Regions from separate parts of the Zea mays genome. Here region 1 is linked to region 2. A link is a contact called in public Hi-C data. All regions are on one chromosome and are shown on one strand. The core of a region is the stretch at or near the end of the contact, and the rest is flanking DNA. Distances in the headings are between cores, read along the strand shown. Region 1 holds the start of LOC100281283. Region 2 holds the start of LOC100283234 (50S ribosomal protein L4-like).

The links. A called contact is a pair of places that touch in the nucleus more often than the background predicts.
Region 1: a contact with region 2 is called in a Hi-C map of tassel, with 2.2 times the contacts expected there. The contact joins the promoter of LOC100281283 here to the promoter of LOC100283234 in region 2. A contact is called at or near these places in 2 of 25 Hi-C or Micro-C datasets (ear and tassel).

Annotation. Positions count from the first base shown.
Region 1 is chr1:38,551,327-38,555,770 of Zm-B73-REFERENCE-NAM-5.0, reverse strand. LOC100281283 reads right to left here and starts at 2,896. Exons shown (of 5, transcript NM_001154201.1): 1 at 2,203-2,896; 2 at 1,752-1,857; 3 at 1,624-1,661; 4 at 1,445-1,534; 5 at 640-1,095. The coding sequence starts at 2,334. The coding sequence ends at 865.
Region 2 is chr1:38,265,035-38,269,912 of Zm-B73-REFERENCE-NAM-5.0, reverse strand. LOC100283234 (50S ribosomal protein L4-like) reads right to left here and starts at 2,236. Exons shown (of 2, transcript NM_001374454.1): 1 at 1,304-2,236. The coding sequence starts at 2,210. It overlaps LOC100285700, which reads right to left. Exons shown (of 11, transcript NM_001158591.2): 7 at 4,618-4,686; 8 at 4,432-4,539; 9 at 4,040-4,108; 10 at 3,898-3,952; 11 at 3,276-3,745. The coding sequence ends at 3,543.

The sequences.
Region 1 (4,444 bases), core at 1,647-4,146, 290 kb before region 2:
GGCATGCCGTCCTCTAAATTTTAGAGGACCTTTTAGAGTCTTTTGTTGGAGGGATAACGGATCTGACAAACCTCTATATTTAAAGGACATGGGCTTTTATATTTAGAGGACAAGAGCTTTTATAGGTTCTCGCTGGAGCCGGTCTAAGATGCACGTACGTTTTATATTATATTTACGAGAAACAAGGGAAACTTTACAGCCGGCTTATGTTCGTGCTTGAAGAATCTTTGTGAGAGTATGATAGGTCAGATATTAATAGTGTAGTTAGGCTTATGCTCGTGCTTCAAAAATCTTTGTGAGTATGATGAGTCTTCAACCTATCGCATACTTTATTTTAAATTTCACTCTACAGACAATGCAATTTACAATACAGTGTTTTGCACAATCATATAAAGTTTACTGGAGATAGCCTTAACCCTTGTCTGAGATAGCTTCTTCAATTTCCCTTTCTGGGAGAAAGAAACCTCCCAAAAATGGGTCGCTTTTTGACCTATATCTAGAGAAAAGAAAGTTCACTCAACCAACTCAACCAAAAAGAACCTTTTAGTTTGACCATTTACCAAACCAGATTGCATAGTACTAAAGACAACAAAACAACATAGATAATATATTGATCAATAAAGGCAAGATACCCGATTTCAGTGAAGATTTCACTACTTGATGCACAACAGTTTCATTGAAAATGACAGCAATTCCATGGTTCGCTGATATGATCCAGCTAGCACAGCAGAGGATACCAAAATAGAGTAGTAGTCTAGTATCCTCGGGGCATAGATGGAATAACATACATCACGCGGTTTTAAGTAGAAACAGGAGGCTTCCCAACTCTCTCGCCTCCAAACCCCCACTGTTTAAATGGCGTGGTCAGGAGGAGGAATCAGAGGCCGGTTGTTCTGGCTGTGCTTCAGCAGCGCGCTTGACGGACGCGCACTTGATCAAGTGGTTGTAGCTTCCCTTCTCCTTGAAAAGTTGGGAGAAATGGTGTTTGCAGTAGAGGATGCCCTCCAAGGCTGCATAGTTGGAAGGTGTAATCGCGCAGCCCCCGTGGGAGCATTTGAAGCATGACTTATGGTAGGACTTCTCTTCGACTGTTACCTGCAATGTTTTTAACAGCCATGCATTAGAACCACTGTCCACATAAGAGTTTTGATAACTCAAGGCAATCAAGAAAGGATAATTAGACGAATTAAGGTGAACAAAGATTTGGTTTTATTATTAAATGGAGCAAAATTTAGGCTGTCAGCACGACCTGGGTAACATGACTAGAAGGGGACGAGTATTTGTTCAGTTGTGAAAGCCATTGGAACCCATGGTGATTGACCCTGAGATGTTCCATAGCAAATACTGACCTTGATGAACTACTGAATTAGATGCCACAAGCTACATCCCAAAATTTTGAGAGGAAATAATGAAAAGTACAACAACATAATGTGATCAAAATTACCTTCTCAAGAGGATACGCAGTTTTACCACAAGTCGCACACTTGTCTTGTGTTCCTGAAAACATCCTTGCAGCTTTGCTTGGTGATCTGGTCTGGATAGCAGATTTTGGACAAACTTGTCACTTCTTCATTTCAAAATACAATCAGACAAAAAAACGAACGCGTACATGCTGGAACTCACCAGCTCAGGGGCCAACTTTTCCGGAGTAATCTTTGCAGCTGAAAGAAGTACACCACGAGCATCAGATCACAGAAACACAAAAACTTGTATTTGCATGCCAATGGTTTCGGTAGTGAATGAAAGCGTACGTGACTGTGATTGGAAGCTCTTGTTGTAACTCCCGGTCTCCTTGAACAGCTGCTCGAAATGGGTCTTGCAGTACGGCACTCCTTCGAACGAGGAATAGTTGCTCAGCTGTCAAAGGCGAAAAGGATGAAGACGGAGATTGTCAGACCTCGCAGAGCTGCTTATCTTTGCCTAGACATCGACAGGTCGTCCTAAGTAGAAGATCAGATAAGAGTGTCCATTTGCATGGATTCCCTGCCCAATCCTCTTTCACCAAGTTAGCGAATGGGAAACGGACAAAGTCATGACCTCTCCTGGGCGTAGAATTTTCCTGGTACTAGGAAACTCGCACCAGATCTGTTCGCTGCGGCAATTCGCAGATCTACTACCCGATGCTACATTGCATCACCCTACAGATCCATCCACCTACCCATTAGAAGAGAGAAGAGCATGGGCAAGGCAAAGGGAACGTACTGAGAGGGTAGACTTGCAGTGCTGGCACTTGAAGCAGGAGCGGTGGAAGACGACGCCGTCGGTGGAGAGCTGGTCCATCGGGTACACCGTCTTGGTGCACACCTTGCACTTCTGCTGCGTCCCGCTAAACATCTTCCTCCCGAGCACCGGTCAACCCCCCCTTCGGTCTCTGTCTCACGGCGGCCGGCGAGATCTGAGAGGCCGCCGATCCGGCCTTGGCCTGCGCGCGCGTGGGATGGAGAAGGAGAACGAACGCCTCCCCGGGCGTCCCGATTGCCGCGTTTATATACGCAGGAGGCAGGAGCACGAGACGCGATTAAGCGAGGGAGTTATGACGGGTTCGTCTCCCCCAACTCGCCCGCGCGCTCCTCACTTTTGCCGCGGCGGAAAGGAAAAGACAGCACCAAACAAGCGACGACGGGGGATGGGAATCGGAAGATGGAGGCACAGCACAGCACAGCCAGCACAGTGCCTACCTGCTGCTCATTAAACTAATGAGCAATTATTACTACCACCATTAGTGCGCATTCGAGGAGGAAGCTCCGTGCACAGGATGCTCTGATGGTTTGGGTCACTGGTGGCGGGGCCACAAGCGGGTGGGACCTACGTGTCGGTGAGTAAGGAGTTCCGCAGCTCAGCTGCGGTGGGGGGACCGGGAAGAAGTACGGGAGAAGCAAGCACTGGTGACTGCTCGGATGGCCCATGGGTGGAGGGGCGAGCGGGACCTAGGCGTCATAATCTGTGGCGTGGCGGCCTGGCTGCCTGGCGGGAGATATTATTGCCCGGGCAGGCGACCAGGCGCGGTGCGGCCCACGTCGGCCAGCCTTTTTTTCCGGCTGCACTCGTCGGACTATCCTCTTGTCTTGTTTCTTCATGATTGGCAGTTCGGTTCAGAACTGGCTAGCTGCAGCCTGCAGCGCATTGTATGGCATTGGCATGGCATTCAAGTCTCTCGCCTCTCTTTTCTTCTGCTTTTTTTCTCCAATTTTTAACGAGACTGAAAGGACGAAGCGTATGCATTTTTTATACGCGCCGTACTGTCAGGGAGAGTGGTTGACAATAGGGCCGAGGGAGGAAGCTAGTCGTTTCGATTATAATCGAACATTCTGATTATTTATATTCGAGCATATTTAAATATATTTATATTAAAATATGAATATTGTCAAAGGTGTGTTATCCGATTCGACATCGGAGGACACTAGTACTACCTAAAGCTGTGTCAACAGATCGTACATATGGATATGGCCGTGTAAAATACTGTTTTTTTCATTGTTTATAGAGTAAAAGTTCGAAATAAGAGGTGAGTAAAGTTCGAAAGAAGAGGTGAGGTGTGAGATAGGATTGGTAAATTGTTGGAAACAACTATAGTGATGATCGTTTGTGGGTGGTCCTGGAGTTGACCAATTGTGTAGTTCATAGATGAAATTAAGCCTAATGTACAAAGTTTAAGAGTTGAAACAATCAATTTCGTGATTCTAAGTTGAAAATGACTTCAAAATATAAATTTAAGAACTAAACTGGTCATTTTAAGAGTTCAAGGACCAATGTGAGCCTTGGACGGTAGTTGATGGACGAACACCTTGACTTAAACTGAAATAAGGTTAGAAAAAACCCAATCATATCCGATAAAGATATAGTTAGTTCGTTATAGTTGTTATGCATACAAGTTATATGTCTCGTTGTGACATGCACATGCCATGTTTGCAAATCTTACTAGAGAACATGTCGATGTGGATGCTAGTAGGCTATATCTCTACTTGTCAATATGTGTTGTTGTGGACGGACACGTGGTAGTAAAGGACTAAAAAGAAGGCTACTAGAGAGTGTGGGGGTATAGGCGACAAGGTGTTGAACCTAAACATGATCAGGAACCAACACGTGGGCAGTTTAGAGAGGTTTAGATTGCGGTGTGCATAATAGCATACGTGCTCTTGCTACTAATCGATTGATAAACACAAAAGCGACCTTTATGTCTTCCATAAGATGTTGTGTGCTCGATCTCCTCTATGTGAACCAAGCGCCCAAGCCTCTATGTGGGTGAGAGTCATTAGGGTCCGGGACAGAGAGATAACATATCTCTAAATTATGAACTAAGTTATTTCTATAAAACACACATTATTCACAACAAACTCACGTTATTATCGATCACCAAAATGGAACTAGAACCTAAAACCTTTTAATGTCTACTAGTGGAGCTGGTCACCGAAAATCCAGATTTAAGTCTTAGTGGTCTATCTCAAAC
Region 2 (4,878 bases), core at 987-3,486:
CTAGAGCCTCATGAATGAAGTCACGCAGCCCTTACTCCGTTGGTTTGTCCTTGTTTTCTTTGATGTATTCTCATCTACAACGACTCGTGGTCAACTCATCTGCAACACGCCTTTTTCGACGCCTCCATGCACACTCCCTCTTTGGCAAGCTCTCCTTTGGCATGACGTCCGTCGCATACCTAGGGCACGTCATCTCCGTAGATGGCGTAGCCATGGATGGAGACAAGGTGGAGGCCGTCACGTCTTGGCTGCACCTTCCTGGGCCTTATGGGGTACTACAGGAAGTTCATATAGGAATTCGACCTCATCGTGGCGCCACTCACCAGCTTGCTAGGGAAGGACACCTTCCACTTGTCACCGAAGGCTGAGACGACCTTCACCGCACTCAAGCGCGCACACTCCACTGTGTCGGTCCTCCATCTGCCAGTCTTCGATACCTTGTTCGTCGTGGAGTGTGACGCGACGAGCATAGGGTTCGGCGCTATCCTTCAGTAGGGCGCAGGACCACTGGCCTACTTCAGCTGACCATTCGTGCCATGACACCAGAAGATCGCCGCCTACGAACGAGAGCTCATCGACTTGGTGCAAGTCGTGCGTCATTGGCGCCCATATCTCTGGGGGCGCCGGTTACTCATCTGCACCAACCACTTTAGCGTGAAGTTCCTGCCTGATCAACGCCTCTCAACGATCCTGCGGCACCAGTGGGTGAGCAAGTTGTTCGGCTTCAACTTCACGGTGTAATACTGCCCCAGTTGTCTCCATACGGTCGACCACGCCCTCTCCCGCCGTGACACCGACATCATTGGCCGCCACAACAATTGTGTCTTGTTTTTGTTTCTTTGCAGGTTGGCTCTCTCATGAAATTTGTGGTTGTCCTATTTTATGTTGAGGCGTGTCTGCCATTCAGACAAAACCATCTTATTTCCCTTCAATGCAAGGCAGAGCTCCTGCCACTCTCTTTTAGAAAAATGAGAAATATGGTAAGAGGTGCATTTTTATTCAGCAAAACATAGTCCTGTACAAAACCGATATTCAAACCCCATGTCTTGGTCCTTGAGTAGTGTGGTTTTATGCCATTCAAATTTACATTGTAGATAAAATGTTCCCCAAAATAATGGTGATGCAATTCAATCCAATCGGCATTACTGCTTCGTAGCACTACCATTTGCTATTCTCCTTCAACCTGTTGAGACATGTACTAACTGAAGGATAGCAGTTACTAGCAGAGAGCCCATATATGGCCAGTACAGGAATAATCAAGCAGCGCACTGCAACCAGCAAAGCATACTCTGTAGCTATGTACCTGGAGCAGCATCTGCTGTGGTGCCTTCTTCTGCTTCTTGCTCGACCAGTTCCTCCTCGCCATCATCCTCGTCATCAGTATAGTAGTCATCGGAAACACTGGCTCCGTACCTGGAGTTGAGGTAGTCTACAGCAGCAGGAGTAAAGAAGAGCTTGCGTGCGTCGAGTATGTCGTACAGGTTCAGCGTCCTGGGTGTGAGCATTTTGAGGGAACCAATGTTCCTGCCGCTGAGCCGCACATTGTCGTCGAAGTCCGTGGCAAAGAACATGGCTTTCTGCTTCGGGTCAAGCCCCCACCGCTGCAAAGCGGCCACGAAATCCCTGGTCTTGGGCCCCGACGCGAAGGCCTCCTCGAACTCCTCGACAACGAAGGCGTCCTTGGCGGCGCTCACGATGGCAGTGGAGATGGCAAGGCGCTTCTCCTTGCGGTTGATCTTGATGGACCAGTCGCGGGGCTTGGGGCCGAACACGACGCCACCGCCGGGACGAAGCGGGGTACGCTGCGACCCCCGCCGCGCCTTCCCCGTCTTCTTCTGCTGATAGGGCTTCCTCCCTCCGCCTCTGACCTCGCCGCGGGTGAGCGTGGAGGCCGTGCCTCGGCGCGCGTTCTGGCGGTCGGTGATGATAGCGCGGTGCACGACAGCGCGCGCGGTGGAGGGTGGCGCGGATTTGAGGTCGAGGGTTACCTCCCCGACCTTCTCTCCGGTGAATGAGAGCACGGGGAGGGTGGCCGCCTCGGCGCGCAGCGCGCGGAGGACGGAGACAGCCGCCCTCGTCCTGACGGCGGCGTGTGGAGTGACGGCAGCGGAGGAGGGTGGGAAAAAGGAGGTGGATGAGGAAGAGAGGAAGGGGGAGGAGGACGAGGAGAGCGAGAGGAGGAGAGGGGAGACTACGGCGGCGGCTGGCATTGTGCCGGCTTCGCTGCGCTAGGTACGGGACTACGGGGTGAGGCGAGGACGATGGCTCTGACGCTCTGCCTCTGCAGCTGCCGCTTCTCTATCCCTTTGTTATCCACCCGTTCGGTTCGGCCACTCCTCCCCAGACAGACTCGTAGTCCCTACTTGCCAACGCCACAAGAAGGCACACTGTCAACTGTCTCAGGAGTCACCGAGTCAGGTCTCATGCCGAGTCGGCTAGTCGCAGTCGCACTTCACAAGTTTGAGTAATTTTTCCTTAAAAATCCATTAATATTACAAGTAATGAAAGGGCATTTGCCGTGTTAAGTGAATTTATTTGCTTGCAGTTTGCTAAAACTGGTTGACACGGGACGGGAGGAGACGAAACCGTGCCTGTGCACTTAAGTCAGCTGCACCTGCAGACTCAACTGCAAGTGCCCAATGCTTTCAGCACAGCTGGGATAGATAAAGGGTGAAAACGAATCTTCAGAAATTCTAGGTAAAAAGGATTAGGCTATCCGCAACCGTTACCCCTAAATTTTTCCCCCTATATCACTTTTCCCCCCTATTTTTCTCCCTATTTTTTCATCTCCCGCAGCGGTTCCCCCTAAATACTCCCCTATACCCCACTACAACTATAAAATATCATTTTCTATATCAACTATTAATTTTTTATCTACTAACAATTACTCGTGGACCCACAGCACAGTGTTTAGGGTGATGAACAGTGACACGCTAGATCTGGGGGGAGATAGAAGGGTGCCGACGCGTAGGGGGCGCTGTAGGGGGCACCGCTGCGGCCGTAGGGTGCCCCCTACAGACGGCATGCAAGGGGAGGGGGAGTGCTAGCGGTGACCGCTGCGCACAGCCTTAATCAGAAGTTCTACGTTCCCTTGGCTTCCTGATGATAACCAACTTGCACGCGTCTCCTTACCGACAAGGTAACAAGCAAAGTCATGCAGGTCAAGAAACCTGAATAGATGACTGCGGATTGCATTCTCATGATAGTTTTTTTTTCCAGATATTCTGCCACCCTTGCACAAACCATAAGGTAAAAGCAAGTCAGGAAATCAGAAGTTTAGAGCAGATGGCCGAAGTTCAAATTATCATACTTATTTATTTTCTTCTGTTTCGATCTTCCACGATACATTCTACATGAATGATACAAATATCTATCCAACATAGTCTTTGGTCCCTACGTGAATCATACTGGCTATTGTGTAACCTACAGTTGACATATCCAAAGCAGAGGCGAGCTCTATAGCTTGTCGACCTTGTTTACGGTTTATGCGGATAATAAATGGCTTTTTAGGATGATATACTAACGCTTGCGATGCCCGTAGTTCATCTTGATGACTTTGATGGTAGTTTCTTAACCAGACTAGTGTTACCAGTTACCAATAGTCGAGCACCCTTCACCAGCTCCTCCTTAATCATAAAAAGCAAAGCAGAAGCAAAAACACTTTGCACAATTTTTGTGCCCATTCCTTTGTACATCCCTGACAGACCCTCATATCGTACCATCTTTGTGAACGCATCAAGTGTACCTGAGCGCAAGAATGGCACATTAAGATCTTCAATAGTTTGTCAGTAACAGCAAGAAATGGCGTGGCAAGTTAAATATTATTCAATACCAATCCAGTAACAGCAAGAAATGAGACCTGATTAAAGAAAGACAAAAGGTAGAGAACTTCCGTACCTTTGTAGCGATGCCTCTTGTCATCGTTAATCATGTGCTTTGCCTGAAGTCTTGCCTGCACGAAGAAAAGGCTTGATTTATGGTATGCACTCAAATATGCAAGTGAACAACTGTGGTTATCACCAATCCAATAATTAATCACCTTAACAACTAGAAGGGGATACGTAACGACGGTTGCACCAAGTTTCGCAACAGCACCAAGAAGAAAAATCTGAATAAGAATGTTTGCAATGTCAGGTTAGAGTTTTATCATAAACCATAGGAATACTAGTATAGATGGGCAGATGAAAGTGCCAAATTATCTCCAACATCTAGAGTCAAACATATAGCAACCAATACATGTCCCAGACAAACAGGCTTTCAAGTCACTTTTTTTCCACCACAGACAAACCAAAGTTCATTCAAGTCACTTTTACAATAGGTTCAGGGTTTCAGACCCCAATAAAACAAGTAATCACTATGCAAACTGGTATTGTCAAAACTCAAGATAAATCACTTGAGGCAATTCCTACCACTGGAAAAACAAAAGCTTACTTCAAGAGCAGTCAATCCATCAGCTCCCTTAAAATTAGAGGCTCGTCTCTTCTTCAATTTCTTCAGAAGAGTCTCATATAGCATGAACTGAATTGCGGGATTGCTAACCTAGAAGCAGATAAAATTGTAAAATAGCAACACTATACGACTAAGAAGCAACAGAAACGGCGAGCAACAGCGACTTACCATGATAAGAGCCGGAATTACCCCTTTCCAGAAGCCAAGAACTCCAGATTCTTTGTAGAGTTCCTGAAACTGGAGTTAAACCTAGTCAGAAAACCAACAGCAACAACAAAGCCTTGTAGGCCCAAGCAAATTGAAGCGGGTTAGATTTGAAACCTAACATGGCACCAACATAAAGCGAAAAGAAAGAGCAAACAATATACTATCTCCGTTTGAAGCTAGTAGGTGTATTTTGTTTCAGTAGGACAAGCCTTTGGCTCATAA